Regions from separate parts of the Mus musculus genome. Here region 2 is linked to region 1. The links are chromatin contacts, called in public HiChIP or PLAC-seq maps. All regions are on one chromosome and are shown on one strand. Each heading gives the region's core, a stretch centred on a gene start, on an enhancer-like site or on the middle of the called end of the contact. The rest is flanking DNA. Distances are from core to core; before and after follow the strand shown.

The links. HiChIP or PLAC-seq counts read pairs in DNA pulled down with a chosen protein or histone mark.
Region 2: a contact with region 1 is called in an H3K27ac HiChIP or PLAC-seq map of embryonic stem cells, with 6 read pairs. The contact joins the enhancer-like site here to the promoter of Vsx2 in region 1. A contact is called at or near these places in 2 of 39 promoter capture datasets (stem cell-derived epiblast-like cells and trophoblast stem cells), 1 of 15 datasets of contacts at CTCF or cohesin (embryonic stem cells), 7 of 484 Hi-C or Micro-C datasets (embryonic stem cells, liver, memory CD8 T cells and 2 more), 7 of 115 datasets of contacts at active chromatin or transcription factors (embryonic forebrain, embryonic midbrain, embryonic stem cells and 2 more) and 3 of 9 other capture datasets (adipose tissue, liver and pancreatic islet).

What each region holds. Positions count from the first base shown.
Region 1 is chr12:84,566,660-84,573,535 of GRCm38.p6, forward strand. Vsx2 (visual system homeobox 2) reads left to right here and starts at 3,169. Exons shown (of 5, transcript NM_007701.3): 1 at 3,169-3,653; 2 at 4,911-4,995. The coding sequence starts at 3,284.
Region 2 is chr12:84,530,914-84,537,789 of GRCm38.p6, forward strand. Lin52 (lin-52 homolog (C. elegans)) reads left to right here. Exons shown (of 6, transcript NM_173756.4): 6 at 1-620. Among named protein-coding and RNA genes, the nearest start is that of Vsx2, 35 kb to the right of the region's middle. Within about 2 kb of position 3,453, at least 17 of the 459 cell types and tissues checked have an H3K27ac peak or open chromatin away from gene starts, as enhancers often do. A contact at or near this core is called in embryonic stem cells, where this site is marked.

The sequences.
Region 1 (6,876 bases), core at 1,919-4,418:
GTGAGCCACCATGTGGTTGCTGGGAATTGAACTCAGGACCTCTGGAAGAGCAGTCCGTGCTCCTAACCAACTGAGCCATCGCTCCAGCCCAATTTGTTTATTTTTTAGACAGAGTCTCTCCCAGGGGGTCGCTGATTAGGAACTGGACTGGAAGTTTGGTTTCTTTTCCTACTGTTGTGATAAAATACTCTGACTAAAGGATTAATACAGAAAGTTTATTCTGTGTCAAGGTTCCAAAGTACAGTCTATCTCTGCCGAGAATTCAGCGTGGCAGGAGCTTGAAATATCTGGTCACACTGAATGCAAAATCAGGGAGCAGCGACTGATGGACGTGTGTTGCTGCTTAGTGCCTTCCTCTTTATTTTATTTATGTTTTATGTATATTTATATACACATGTATTTGTGTGTATGTACACACACACACACACACACACACACACACACACACACACACACACACACATTCTATATGTATGTCAGCACCCAAGGGAGCCAGAAGAGGGCACTGGATCCTCTGGAACTGGAGTTACTGACAGTTGTCAGTCACCAGTGTGGATGCTGGCCATCACACTCAGGACCTCTGGAAAGAGCAATGTGTCCAGCCCAGCTTTCTTACTTATAGAATCAAGGATCTCAGCCAGGACATGGTATCACTCACAGTGAGAGTGTCTCTCCACCTCAACTCCTGCAATCAAGATAATTTTCCAGGGCTTGAAGAGATGGCTCTGGCAGTGAAGATTACTCGCTACTATTACAGAGTTTGGTTCCCAACACTCGCATCAGACAGCTCATAACTGCCCACGACTCCGGTTGAAGGGATCTGATGCAGGCTTCTGGCCTCCAGGGGCAGCTCTACTCCCATATGGCACACCCCTACACAGAGACACATGAATGAAATCAAACACATACATACAAATAAGAAATATTTTTAAAGGGTGACCCTCCATAGACACGCTGAGTGGCCTATCTCCCAGGTGATTCTAGATTCTGTTACATGGCAATTGTCATAACTATCACAGCAGGCTAGCACCAGCAAGGCCCAGAGACCTGCCTGCCTCGCACTGAGTTTACAGTTCTGCCTGCCACGCCCAGCTTCTTCCCTGGGTGCCAGGGATTGGACTCAGTTCCTGCTTGCACAGTGAGTGTTTACCCAACTGAGCCGTAGCCTCAGTTCCTGTTTTGATCTTGTTTTGTTTTCGAGAACAGGGTCTTAGGTAGTCCAGGCTGGCCTTGAACTCACTATGTACCTACAGATGGTCTTGAACTCTGCTTCTCCAGCCTCTGCCTCCCAGGCGCTCAGATTACAATGTGTGCTGCCAAACCCAGCTCAACAAAGCTTAAGTTCCTTCCTGGTGTCTCTTACCTGTCAATCTGTCCCTGTAGAGGCCACCGAGAATACCAGACACCATGGTAGCCAACCGAGGAGAGCTAGAAGGTTCCCCTTGCTTTGAAGGTTTGCAGCTGACAAGCCAAGATGCTCCAAATGAAATCTCCCGGCAGTCTCATTTCCCATTCTGCTCAAAGTGACTAGCCCTGTCCTCACCTTCTTCCTGAAGGGCAAAGAACCATCCATTAAAACTCATCTTTTCTGGTGATGGTGGCGCAGGCCTTTAATCCCAGCACTAAGGAGGCAGAGGTAGGTGGATCTCTGTGAGTTCAAGTCCAGACTGGCCTATAGACTGAGTTTCAGACAGCCAAAGCTACACAGAGACACCCTGCCTCAAAAACAACAAAAACAAAAACCCTAAACCAACCAACCAACAACAAAAACAAAAAACAAAACAAAAGCAATCCCCCTGCCTCATCATATGTTCTATATAGTGGATAGAGAAGCCCCCCAATTAATAAAGTGATCTCCAGTTCTGGGAGGGCAACAAGGAGCTAAACTGAAGGTCTAGAATGTGTATGGGACACATGTTCTCCTTGGCTCCTGACACTTAGACCACACTCCAGTCTGAGATATGAAGCAAGGATATTTGAAACACCAGTCCCCACGCCTCCAACTCCAGGTGACTCTCCCAGCCCGCCTGAGCAGGATGCTTCTCACCACACTTCAGCTGTCCCCACTGAGTGCCCTTCTGAAGCCTCTGGAGAAGCAGGCAGTCAAGGGCCCCCAGCAGCTGGGAAAAGCGGCTCCTTTTTAGTTACTCCCCGCTCCCTTCTTCTGCATGGGGCGATCACAGCTTCACACCCTGCCTCTCTGGTTTACTGCAGAACCTCAGGCTTTTGGCTCGAAGCTGCGAGGTACTTGATCCTTACTGACTGTTGGACAGAATAAATACAATCTTCGAGGGAAGCACTCCACGCTCATTCTCTGAGGACGTTTAGAAAGACAGCTGGATAGTCAAGTCGGCCCCCAAATGAAATCCCAGCCCTCGGGAGGACAGTACAGGAGAATGTTGAGTTTGAGAACAACCCAGACCATATAGAGGTCCTGTCTTAAACCACAAGGAAAAAAGAGGTGGCGTGGTGGGGGCGGGGTGGTGGTGGTGGAGTAAGGAGGACTGGATAAGGATAGGAGGGGAGGAAGGCCCCATATTTGTTGTCAACGAAAACCCTCTCTGTTTCTCTTTCCCACGAGGGCTCGATCCTAACCCTGATCCCTTTAACGTGGGCCAGTATTTATTGAACAGCTCTTCTGAAATGAACATAATGTCCCGTGCTGGGGAGATAACTCTACCCACACATCTCCCTCTGCACAGCTAAGCACCTTTCTGTATTCTCATGCCCAGCGCTCGGTCCAGGGCCCTCCAGCCTTCCTTGTCCCGTGTCTGAGTCTATTTGAGGCTGCTTAGTTAAGGGAGGGGGAGAGGTCTCCTAGCCTTTGCGTTCAGACCATCCCCACACCCCCAACCCTACCCCAGGGATCTGTCGCAGCTAACCTAGGCACTGGTCCCAGCCAGGTTATACAGCTCAAAACCGCTATCCACGGTATCTCCTGGAATAACCCCAAACCTGGCTGTTTCACCTCTGTCCCTGCAAGGGCACCCTGCAGAGCCCACCACACTTGGGCCTGCTGCGCCCTGGCCCCTCGATACCGGTGGCGGCGGGAGCTGCCAGCTTTTTGGAATTCCTAATCGCTCCTGGCCCTGGTGATTGGCTGTTCAGCTCTGACCCCACTTGGGCTGCCGCCTGGTTGGATAAAAAGGGAATCTCCTTGGGGCTCCAGAGCATTAGACACCGGAGGGGGCACCTGGGACCAACTTCACGAAGCGGGGAGCCCGGCGGGGGGGCTTGGGGGAGCAAAAGACCCGCGGCCTCAGCCCCTCCAAAGAACCGGGAGATGACGGGGAAAGCGGGGGAAGCGCTGAGCAAGCCCAAATCCGAGACAGTGGCCAAGAGTACCTCGGGGGGCGCCCCGGCCAGGTGCACAGGGTTCGGCATCCAGGAGATCCTAGGCTTGAACAAGGAGCCTCCCAGCTCCCACCCGCGGGCTGCCCTCGACGGCCTGGCCCCTGGGCATTTGTTAGCTGCGCGCTCCGTTCTCAGCCCGGCAGGAGTGGGCAGCATGGGGCTGCTGGGGCCCGGGGGACTTCCCGGCTTCTACACACAGCCCACCTTCTTGGAAGTGCTGTCCGATCCGCAGAGCGTCCACTTGCAGCCACTAGGCAGAGCGTCGGGGCCGCTGGACACCAGCCAGACGGCCAGCTCCGGTAGGTGAGGGGCGAGGCTGCTCGCCTGCTACACTGCTTGGGAAAGTCACAGTCGGGAGCTGTAGGATCTCGCCTGAGAGCCCCCGACCTCCCCCGGGAGGAAAAGTTCCTGCAGGACAAGGGGTCTCATGCTAGGCCTAAAGTCAACGGGTCCCCGACTAGCGACCCAAACTCCAAGGGTTTTCAGATTCATCTTGTCCGACCCCTGCTCAGTTCTTGGGACCTAGTGTCAGTCCATGCTCTATCGAATATCTGGGTTGGGGCCCCAGTGGATGTTGGCTCCGGGTAGCTGAATCCTTGGCGCATCCTTTTCCTTGGGCCCTAGCTTCACTGCTCCACCGAGGTTCGGGCCTTGGGCAGGACCTGCGCTTCTGAAGCCCGATGCTGTTCCTACTTGTCCCTGTGTCCAAAGTTGCCCCCCTCCCGGTTCCTCCCAGTTTCTGTATTGCTGTACCAAACCCCTACCTATATTGCTTAGCTAAGGTTCGATTTCCTCCCGCTACGAACTGGGAAAATCAAGCCACCATGGTACCCAGAGGGCAGCCATCAGATCTAACCTAAGCGGCACCGGTGTACCGGATCCCGATTTTTATCTGGCTCGAGGACCCTGGATGAGCCTCCTTTCGCCCCGTCAGGGCCACTTCCCTGGCGGTGTGCTCTAGCTCGCCGGTTCTCAGTATTTCCCCAGATTTTTCCTGCCATGATAATGTATTAAATGAAGCAGGACAATGAAAAGTGGTTCATCGCAGGCTCTCTGAACTCGAACAGAAAAACATTTTTGTGGGTGCCCCAAAAGAGACAGCGAACCCGCAGTCTCCAGTCCTTTCCGGAACCCCAGCTCCCGTGCAACAGCCCTGTAATCCTTGGGTCAACTTTTGGATCTGGGAGTTGGAGCTGTTGGCGGAGGGGAAGATCTCGAAGCTTGGAGCACCGCCGGGGGTACCAGCAACGCCGTGCCTGCCTCATTCTCACACGTCCCTGCGTGCAGGCGCACCCCGGCCTTGGCCTCTCTTGCAACGAAATTTATCCAAAATCTGTGGTTTCAAGAGCCGACCTGGAGAAGGTCAGCCTGGGCGTAGGGATGGGGATGGTGACCGGGACCCAGGAGGGCTTCAGTGGAGACCACAGGCCCGCGCGGCTCACAGAGGCTGCAGAAGGTGGGGTCCTCATCGGGTTTTTTTTTTTTTTTTCTTCTTCTTCTTCTTCCCCCGGCGCTGCGGAGCGCACTCCCCATTCCGCTCCCTGCTCGCTTTTCAGATTCCGAAGATGTTTCCTCCAGTGACCGAAAAATGTCCAAATCGGCTTTAAACCAGACCAAGAAGCGTAAGAAGCGGCGACACAGGTAAGGGCCGCACAGTCCTTTCCTGCTCCCATCCCCAGCCATCTCGTCCCGGGCCGGGTGACCCAGATGTCGTTTTCTGCCGATCCCAGATGTGAGGGCCCCGGCTGCACCAGGGCAAAGACACCTGCGTTGTATGCAGGAGTCTGTCCCGGGGCCCTGGCATCCGGTGAGGGTGACTGAGTGTCAGCAAGAGCTGCCGCACCATTTCAGCTTTCTCCTTGTGCTGGAGTCAGGAAAGGCCAGGCTGGGGCCAGATCTGAGCTGGAGAGGCGTCGGCGACCCTAGATCTCTGTACCGACCAAGTTACTCAGAACCTGTAGAAAGCAGATAGGCTCCCAGCTCTGGCCGGAGTCAGATCCATGCCCCTAACCGTGGGAGCCCGGTCCTCTTACACTCCCCGAGGCTTGTCATTTCTCCAGGATTGTGTTCGGATCGTTTTCCCCCAAACTTCAGTGACAGCTGCAGGGCTGGACCTTTGCTTTCGGCCTCTGCTCGGCTGTGTTCCTGAGCCGGTCGCTATCCTCCCGTAAGCCTCAGTTTTCTAGTCTGAAAGACGGGGATGACAGTGGACTGTCTCGATTCACCAGCGGAGACCTCAGTGGGGTGAACTACTTTGGTGTACAGGCTGAGGAGCGTTGGCCAGCATCAGGGGATCCATGCATTCTTCTGGCCTCCTGGGGCACCACGTGCATATGCTAATAAGCAGATACATGCACACATATTTTTAATGTGAAAAAAAATCTTTAAATAGACGTTGCTTATCCAAAGTTAAGATTCAGTGGGTTTGTCCTAAGAACTCTGCTCTCTTCGTCCCTTGCTCCCACCAGGGAGTAGAGGACGCTGGTTCAGACCTTCATTCACGTCAGCGTCAACACTAAGCCGTTCCTAGTGGAAATCTTTAAGGAGATTTTAAAGGAAAAGGCAAGAGGGCCCAAACAAACAAACAACTGAGTTTGGGGGAGGGGGTGCTATTCCTAGATGCTGTCTCTCTACTCCTCAACAGGCCTGGTTCCCACTTTTCTCTCTGTCCCAACCCAAGTGGAGCGACCACAGGGACATTTCCCCACTGCCTCGCACTCTGACTTGTAGTCCACCGCATCTTCTTTTCTCTCCTGGGTTTGGTCTCAGCATCCTCTCTCTGACTGCTTCTCTGCATCCTGCATCGCCCCCCACCCCCACCCCAAAGATCGCTACTGACTCTCTTTCCTGACCTCAGAACAGCAGCCTCGGTTTCTCAGGGGGGCCTTAAGTTCGTTCCCTGAAGGCAGCTGCTTGCTTTTTTTTGTTTGTTTGGTTTGGTTTGGTTTGGTTTTAATTTCTAATTGTTACTGTTTTGTGCATGCACGAAATGTGGGGGCGGGGATGGGATTCGATTACGCCATGGAAAAGTACCTGGTGGTCAGAGGACAACTTTGTGTAGGGGATTCTCATCCTTCCATCTTTCTGTGGGTCCAAGGAATTTACTCGGGTCTCCAAGGTTACGCAGCAAGCGCCTTTACCCTTAATGTTTAGCCATCTTACCAGACCAGTTTATTTTAAACGGAAAGAAAATTTAGTAATCTAGTCTGGTCTTTTTAAAAACATCATCCAACAACATATTAGTTAAAACAGTCCCTATGCACCTGTATCTGGCGCGTCCTAAAGGAGTATCCCCTAGTTGGCACAAGGTCAAGTCTGGTGGGAGGGGGTGGTCATTGAGAGCCCTGGAAAGAGCATCCCCACCCCCAAACTCCAAGTACTGTGTGACCCCTTAAAAGCCAGGTGGCCTTAGCCTCAAGCCCATGCCTAAAGTCCCCCTTCTTCTGCCATCCTTTGGCGGATTGGGGGTGTGTGTAGAATAGTTCACCAACATCAGAGAACTAGAGACCCTGTTTTTCTATT
Region 2 (6,876 bases), core at 2,203-4,702, 35 kb before region 1:
GTCCCTTGACTGTTTTTGACATTTGTGTTTAATGCTAGAATTGATGTTGGATTTTCCCCCTCATTAATGGTTCTGATCAACACAATTTTACTTTTTGAAAGGAAAAGGCAGTGAAATATATACCATAAAATATGAATATGAGAAGAAATATATTCTGCTGGGGTACTCCCTACAAGGGCCAATTGGTTTTAAATTTAATTCTATAATTGACATTTTTTAATCTCACTGAATGCAGTTAAAGTGAGTGTGTACTCATGGTGGGAACAATGCCATAATGTCAGTTGTCCTTCTTCACTCTGTTTTTGAGAGTTGATGACATCAGGCACTTTTCAGAGTTTGGGGAAATTGAAAAGTCTGTGGAGAATACTGAGCTAGCTCCCCCAAACTAAAGCAAGTCTATAATAGGAAGCCAGGAGTTGGTGTTTTGATCTGCTACACCTCCTCCTCCTATCATCCTATTCACCAGCACTTAATTAATGTAAGTAGATGTTTTAGACTTGTGCTATTTATTGTTTTTGTATTGTCATCCTTAGAAATGTTAATAGTGTATTTTTATATTGATAATATAAACTAATGTATAGTATGTATATGTATTTTATAATGTTAGAGAATACTTTGTGTATAATGTTGTGTCTCTATAATAAATATGTCCCTTGTATAGGAGGCCCAGGTTTTCCTTGAAGGGCCAAGCTGCATGCTTATCAAAAGCACAACTGCAGTAACAAGCCCACGTCCCACCTACCATCTTGCCCATTGTTCTTCCTAGAAGCCCTGATGGCCCTGCTGGAGTCGCCCCCACCATTCCTCTGCACTCAAGTGTGGCACTCCTGTGACTGATCACATACCGTCCGCCTCACACCTCAGTTAATCTGTGGGTTCACTCAAATCAGGGCAGCAAAACACCCCCCAGCATCAAGGCATTGCAGGAAGATGGACTGCGGGTTGGACGGGGCCAGGTAGGCCAAAGTAGTTGGCTCCTGGGAGTCAAATCAGCAGTGTCCTAACAGGTTGAACTTGGCCTGCCTTTATCTCCAAGCACGAGCCCACGTTCTCTTTTCTATCCTCCAAGACACCTAGGATTCCAGCAGCTCGTTGAATGGGCAAGCAAAGTCTCCCAAGTTCAGCCCTGAGTTCTGACTAGGTCTAACTGGCTGTTCATATCTGTTTAGACCTTTGCCACTTTGGAAGTGTGCCCCTATGTCTGAAAAGGCCATTGACCTTCCCACCTTTTGTCTGGTAGATTTTGTTTTAGACCAGGGACAGTTGGAGACTTCAGGAGATACCAAGTGCAACTGCGAGTCCCCTGGTTGGCTGGAGTGCTGGCAGAGCCTGTTAATTAGCACAAGAACACCCCAATGCTCCATTAGCCAGGCCAAGCATTCGGAACTTCCCCTCCTGGGGCCTCTTCCTCCTAATGAGAGCAGGAGAAGGGCTCTTACAAAACATTGCCTTAGAATAATATTCTGCTTTGTCCCCCACCAGTAACCAGGGTTGACAGGATCACTCTGTCCATTTCTCCTCTAATTAGCACAATTCCAGCATGGCCTGAGCCAGCAAATGGAGAAAAGCGATCAAAAGCGATCTGACAACCGTACCGAATCACAAATACAAAGAGAGCCATTCCCTGTAATTAGGTGAGACAATCCCTCAGTCCTTTCTCGGCTGGAGTTTGCTGCTAAGACTCTTGCTGTTTGGGTCCCAGCAGCACAGTTACATGTCTCCCTGGGACACTAATAAGCCCCAGATTGTCTTCCGCTTCATACAACTCTAACCAGGGGACAGATGCAGGGAGGAGGGATGGGGAACACGGTCTCTAAACAAAGCAACTCGTGAGAGGTTTCCCAAAGCCCAAAAGGCACAGGCTGTGGAGCAGAGCAGAACTGCACTGGCACAGCCTAGGCTCCATCCCTGGAGCCAGAGTCTGAAGTACTGGAGCTCTGACCTTCCTGGAAGCCCGCTCTGTTTCCTTACCTCCAGCCCTCACTCCTTGCATGGCCTGCAGCATGGTGACTGCGGTACCACGGTGACTGAGGTACGACACCCAGACCTCCATACCCAGACCTGCAGTGAGGTTCTTACCACCATGTCAAAGAGAATTTACACAGAGCCTGAGTGAGAGTCTACCCTCGACGAGCACATGGCCTGCCAGAGGCTCCATTCCTCAGCTCGCTTACGTTTGAACCCTGTCACCTTCATGTCTGCCTCTTCCCCTGTGGACTGACCCCAGTCTCTCTTGGATGATCTCTTTAAACACACACACACATACACACACACACACACACACACACACACACACACGTAGCCTATTTGCCCACGCATAACTGGCTGTATTCTGTGTGACTCAGAAGGTTGGCTGGTAGATAAAGGACATTCTGATTCCTCCAGGATTGCAACCCATTTCCAACAGGAACACTTGGGGTGATACAGTGATAAACTTAATCATAGCCAGGGTCAAAGGATGTAAGGAGAGTTTCCTGGGGTATCTGAAACTCAAGTTCTAAACAGAATTTCTCCATCTTCATTTTGATCTACATGTGATATTGTTGGGAGTGACCTCCCGTAACCAGAAAGTGCTCAATTATATAGAATCAAAGGCGCCAAAAGTCTCAGAGTGACTGTTTTTCCACCATCCCTGTGTGAGACACCATGGTAACAAATGTTAAGTCCAAATGTGCTAAGTCTCCCACTGTAGCAAATAACACTTCTGGAATTTGCTGGAGTCGTGAGGTGTGTCCTTGCCCCATGTGGGAATCAGTGCAGGGCATATCTTACCGTTGTATGGCTACCTGACAGGGCCACTAAACGAGGACTTGGTGCCTTTTTTTTTTCCTGCTCACATTTGTTAAAATTATTGACACTTTCAGGAAAAATACGGTAGCCTTGGAGTAATTAGTGCCGAGTACCATCTCCACCCCTCCCCCGCAGCCTCCACTTTGTGAAGTAACCTCTGGCTAGCAAGGGTACTTGGGAAATGCAGTGGTTGACTCAGCAGACAATGCTGAGAACCACTTGGAGGGAAGTATTTTCCATGACCTTGGCAGGGTTCTGAGCTGGCACTGGCTTCCCATGATGCCAAATCACCATGGCACAGCTTTTCCTCCTGGTAGTTTCTGAGCATCGATGTTATTCAGGTCACTACCCTGGAATGCATTTCCTGCTTTATTCTATGTCCCTGGTCCTTGCTCCATACCCCTCCACAGTGCTCCGGGTGCTTTTCCAGGTATGAGCTTGGTCAGGTTCTCATTCCCTTCTCAGGGCTTAACAGGCCCCACTGGGGCCTCAGCCTCCACCCTCAGAGAGCAGCCTGGCCTGACCAGCCTGAGGTCTCAGGTCAAATGAGGCTGAAGGTCACATCCTGGTGCCTTCCTGGATGCAGCCAAGCCTCAGGGACAGCGGCCTGAGCTCTTAACTCCACACAAAGGAACAGCAGGGAAGAATCAAGTTAGAAGAGTGATGAGCATGTGAGCCAGCCCAGAGCCAGAAATAGTCTACAGAATATGGGGTGGCTCAGAGGGAAGCAAACCCCAGAGCTCTTCATTCATCCTAGCCTCCTGCCCCATCTGCCACTGTTGCTTTGCCTCCACCTTTGAGTGAGTGAGAGAGAGAGAGTGTGTGTGTGTGTGTGTGTGTGTGTGTGTGTGTGTGCACGTGATCATGTCTGCCTGTGCATAGGTCAGAGAGCACTGTTGGATGTCTTTCTCCATTGCTTCTCCAAGCCTGAGGAATCTTGTCCCCACCTTCCTAGTGCTGAGACTGCAGGCATGCCCCGCTAGGCCTGGATTTTTACATGGGTCCTGGGACTCCAACTCAGGTCTCTGCAAGATGAGGTGTCTGGTGGAAAAGACAGGAAAGAAGCAGGAAGACTAGGCCTTGTCCTGAGACATAACAGCCAACCCCAACCTGGGGCATCAAGCCCCGACACCTGGGTAGGCTCTGGGGGATCCTGAGGAGGTTTGACCCATACATCAGTAGAAACAGATGACAAGATGAGAATAGTAAATCCTAAGGTGGCCACATCTGCTCCCCTCCTCTGCCAGAATGTGTTTACCAAAAAGGTCAAGTCACAAAGAGAGCAACATGGCGGACTTGTGTAGCTCTGAGTCCTGCCTGGCCATTACCATAGCTATGAGGCTTTCAGCCAGATGAGAGGGGTGGCTGGATCCGATGATCCCTCCAAAGGAAGAGGGGAGCACTCCAGAAGGGAGGATGGCTGAGGCAGTTGTGACTATGGGAGGACTGTAGTGCAGGCGACACTCTCCAATCTTACCAAAGATTGATGCAAATTGGTTTGGCTCTGACCCTGTCACACCAGGAAGGATAATGATTCCAGCACAGGCGGGGGGGGGGGGGGGGGGGGGCTGTGAGGATTGGTGGCTCACTTCATGTCTTCATTAATGATCTGAAAGACTGGGGTAAACAGCATGCTAATGAAACCTGCGGATGATTGGTGTTACCAACCCCAGAGAGGACAGGAAAATCGCACAGCAAGACCCAGAGAGCTTAGAAATATGGGCCGGCGATTGTCAAATGATTCGTCCTAGGAAAATGAAAGTAGACACGTCAAGGAGAAATGATGGAGGTGCCTCTGGGTGCGGGGAGGACTGCGAGCCTGTGAAGCAGAGATGGGTGGCAGGGTTGGAAGGTTAAGTAAGGGGACAAGAGTGCAGGAAACATGGAAGATCCAGCCTCGAGGACCCAGGGACAAACACAGCACCCGGGGCTAGGTGTGCCCAATTGTGCACCTGAAAGCCACACGGGTTCTACTTGTCCACTAGACAGTGTCAGCTCCTGGATCCTTCTACAAGGCTGGGTGTGACCAAGCCCTGACCTGACCTTACTTACACGTAAACCATCAAGGGGCTTGGGGGACTTAGGAGCCATTTTGACCCATTTGAAGAAACAATTTCAGATAGATAGATAGATAGATAGATAGATAGATAGATAGATAGATAGATAGATAGATAGATATAGAGATCATGGATAGAGAGGTAGAGATGGATAGAGAGATCATGGATATAGAGGTAGAGATGGATAGAGAGATGATGGTTAGAGAGATCTAGGTCTGCTTCCTGATCATATATAGTAAGCACTTGGGGTGGAGTTTGGTGTGACTGTCCTCTAGTTTTATTTCCTGAGCTATAATAGTCACTTTTCAATTAAATTATGTCCCCTTCCCCTTTGAGACAGCACGGTAGACCTGGCTGTTCTAGAATCCACAGATAGTGTGGAGACGGTTCAGCAGTTAAGAGCACTTGTTGCTCTTGCAGAGAACCCGAGTCCCGTTCCCTGCACCCACATCAGGAGGTACACAACTGCAGCTTCAACTGATCTGACACCCTCTCCTAGGCTCGGTGAGCACCCACATCCACTGCGTTCATTTACATAGACATGCACATGCACACACATAAATCTTGAGAGGTTTACGCCACCATACCCAGTCCACTCCCAGCCACGTTCTTTTCAGAGTAACAAATAAAATCCTGATGCCAGAGATTTGGAGCAATAAGTCTGCATGAAACTGTGATAACAATGAATTCACGTGCATTTGATGAAACCTCGGTCCAAAGGAATTCCCAGCCTGAGGCCTCAGAAGCCAACTTTCCATTGCAATCTGTTTGTAGGGGAAAATGGCTTCTTTCTTTCCTCCTCCTTCTCCCTTCTCCTCCTCTACTTCCTCCTCCTTCGTCTTTTTTTGAGATAAGGTCTTAAGTACTATATGCAAGACCCAAACTTTGTAGCAAAGGCTAATTGGAATTCCTGGTCCTTGACCCGAGCCTCTGGAGTGCTTAAGTTCCAGGTGTGCAGCATCCTGCCTCAGGCTTTGTGTATGTTAGGCGATCACTCTACAACTGATGCTGAATCATGGTACCTAACCGTCGCGTTTGCTGTAAACCCAGCAGCTTCCTAAGATGGTGGGCAATCCCTCAAATGGAATAATTGACTACACTACTTTAAACCCACATTCTCCTTTTTTTCTTTCCCCGCTTTGAGACAGGGTCATACTCTATAGCCCTGGCTGTCCTGGAACTCACTATTTATGTAGACCAGGCTGGCCTCAAACTCACAGAGATGTGCTGCCTCTGCCTCCTACATGCTTGGATTACACATTCTGCTTTTTGATGGGTTTGGGAGCCAGGCATGGTAATGCAAGCCTGTTCTAACCCTAAGAAGGCTGAGGCAGGAGGATGGTGAGATTGAGGCCAGCTTGGACTACATAGTGAGACCATATATCAAAAGGAAAATTTTAACCATCTAGAGACTGCCATATCCGGGGATCCATCCCATAATTAGCCTCCAAACGATGACACCATTGCATACACTAGCAAGATTGTGCCGATAGGACCCTGATAATAGCTGTCTCTAGTGAGACTATGCTGGGGCCTAGCAAACACATAAGTGGATGCTCACAGTCAGCTATTAGATGGATCACAGGGCCCCCAATGGAGGAGCTAGAGAAAGTATCCAAGGAGCTAAAGAGATCTGCAACCCTGTAGGTGCAACAACATTATGAACTAACCAGTACCCCGGAGCTCTTGACTCTAGCTGCATATGTATCAAAAGATGGCCTAGTAGGCCATCACTGGAAAGAGAGGCCCATTGGACACGCAAATTTTATATGCCTCAGTACAGGGGAACGCCAGGACCAAAAAGTGGGGATGGGTGGGTAGGGGAGTGGGGGGGGGGGGAGGGTATGGGGGACTTTTGGGATAGCATTGGAAATGTAATTGAGGAAAATACATAATTAAAAAAATATTAAAAAAAGGAAAATTTTAGTGCAACCATTGTTAATTCTACTTCTAGGTGTATGACCAATAGAAATAATTGTCCACCAGCAGACGCTGCAAGAATATTGGTAGTGCTGCCTTTAATCCCAGC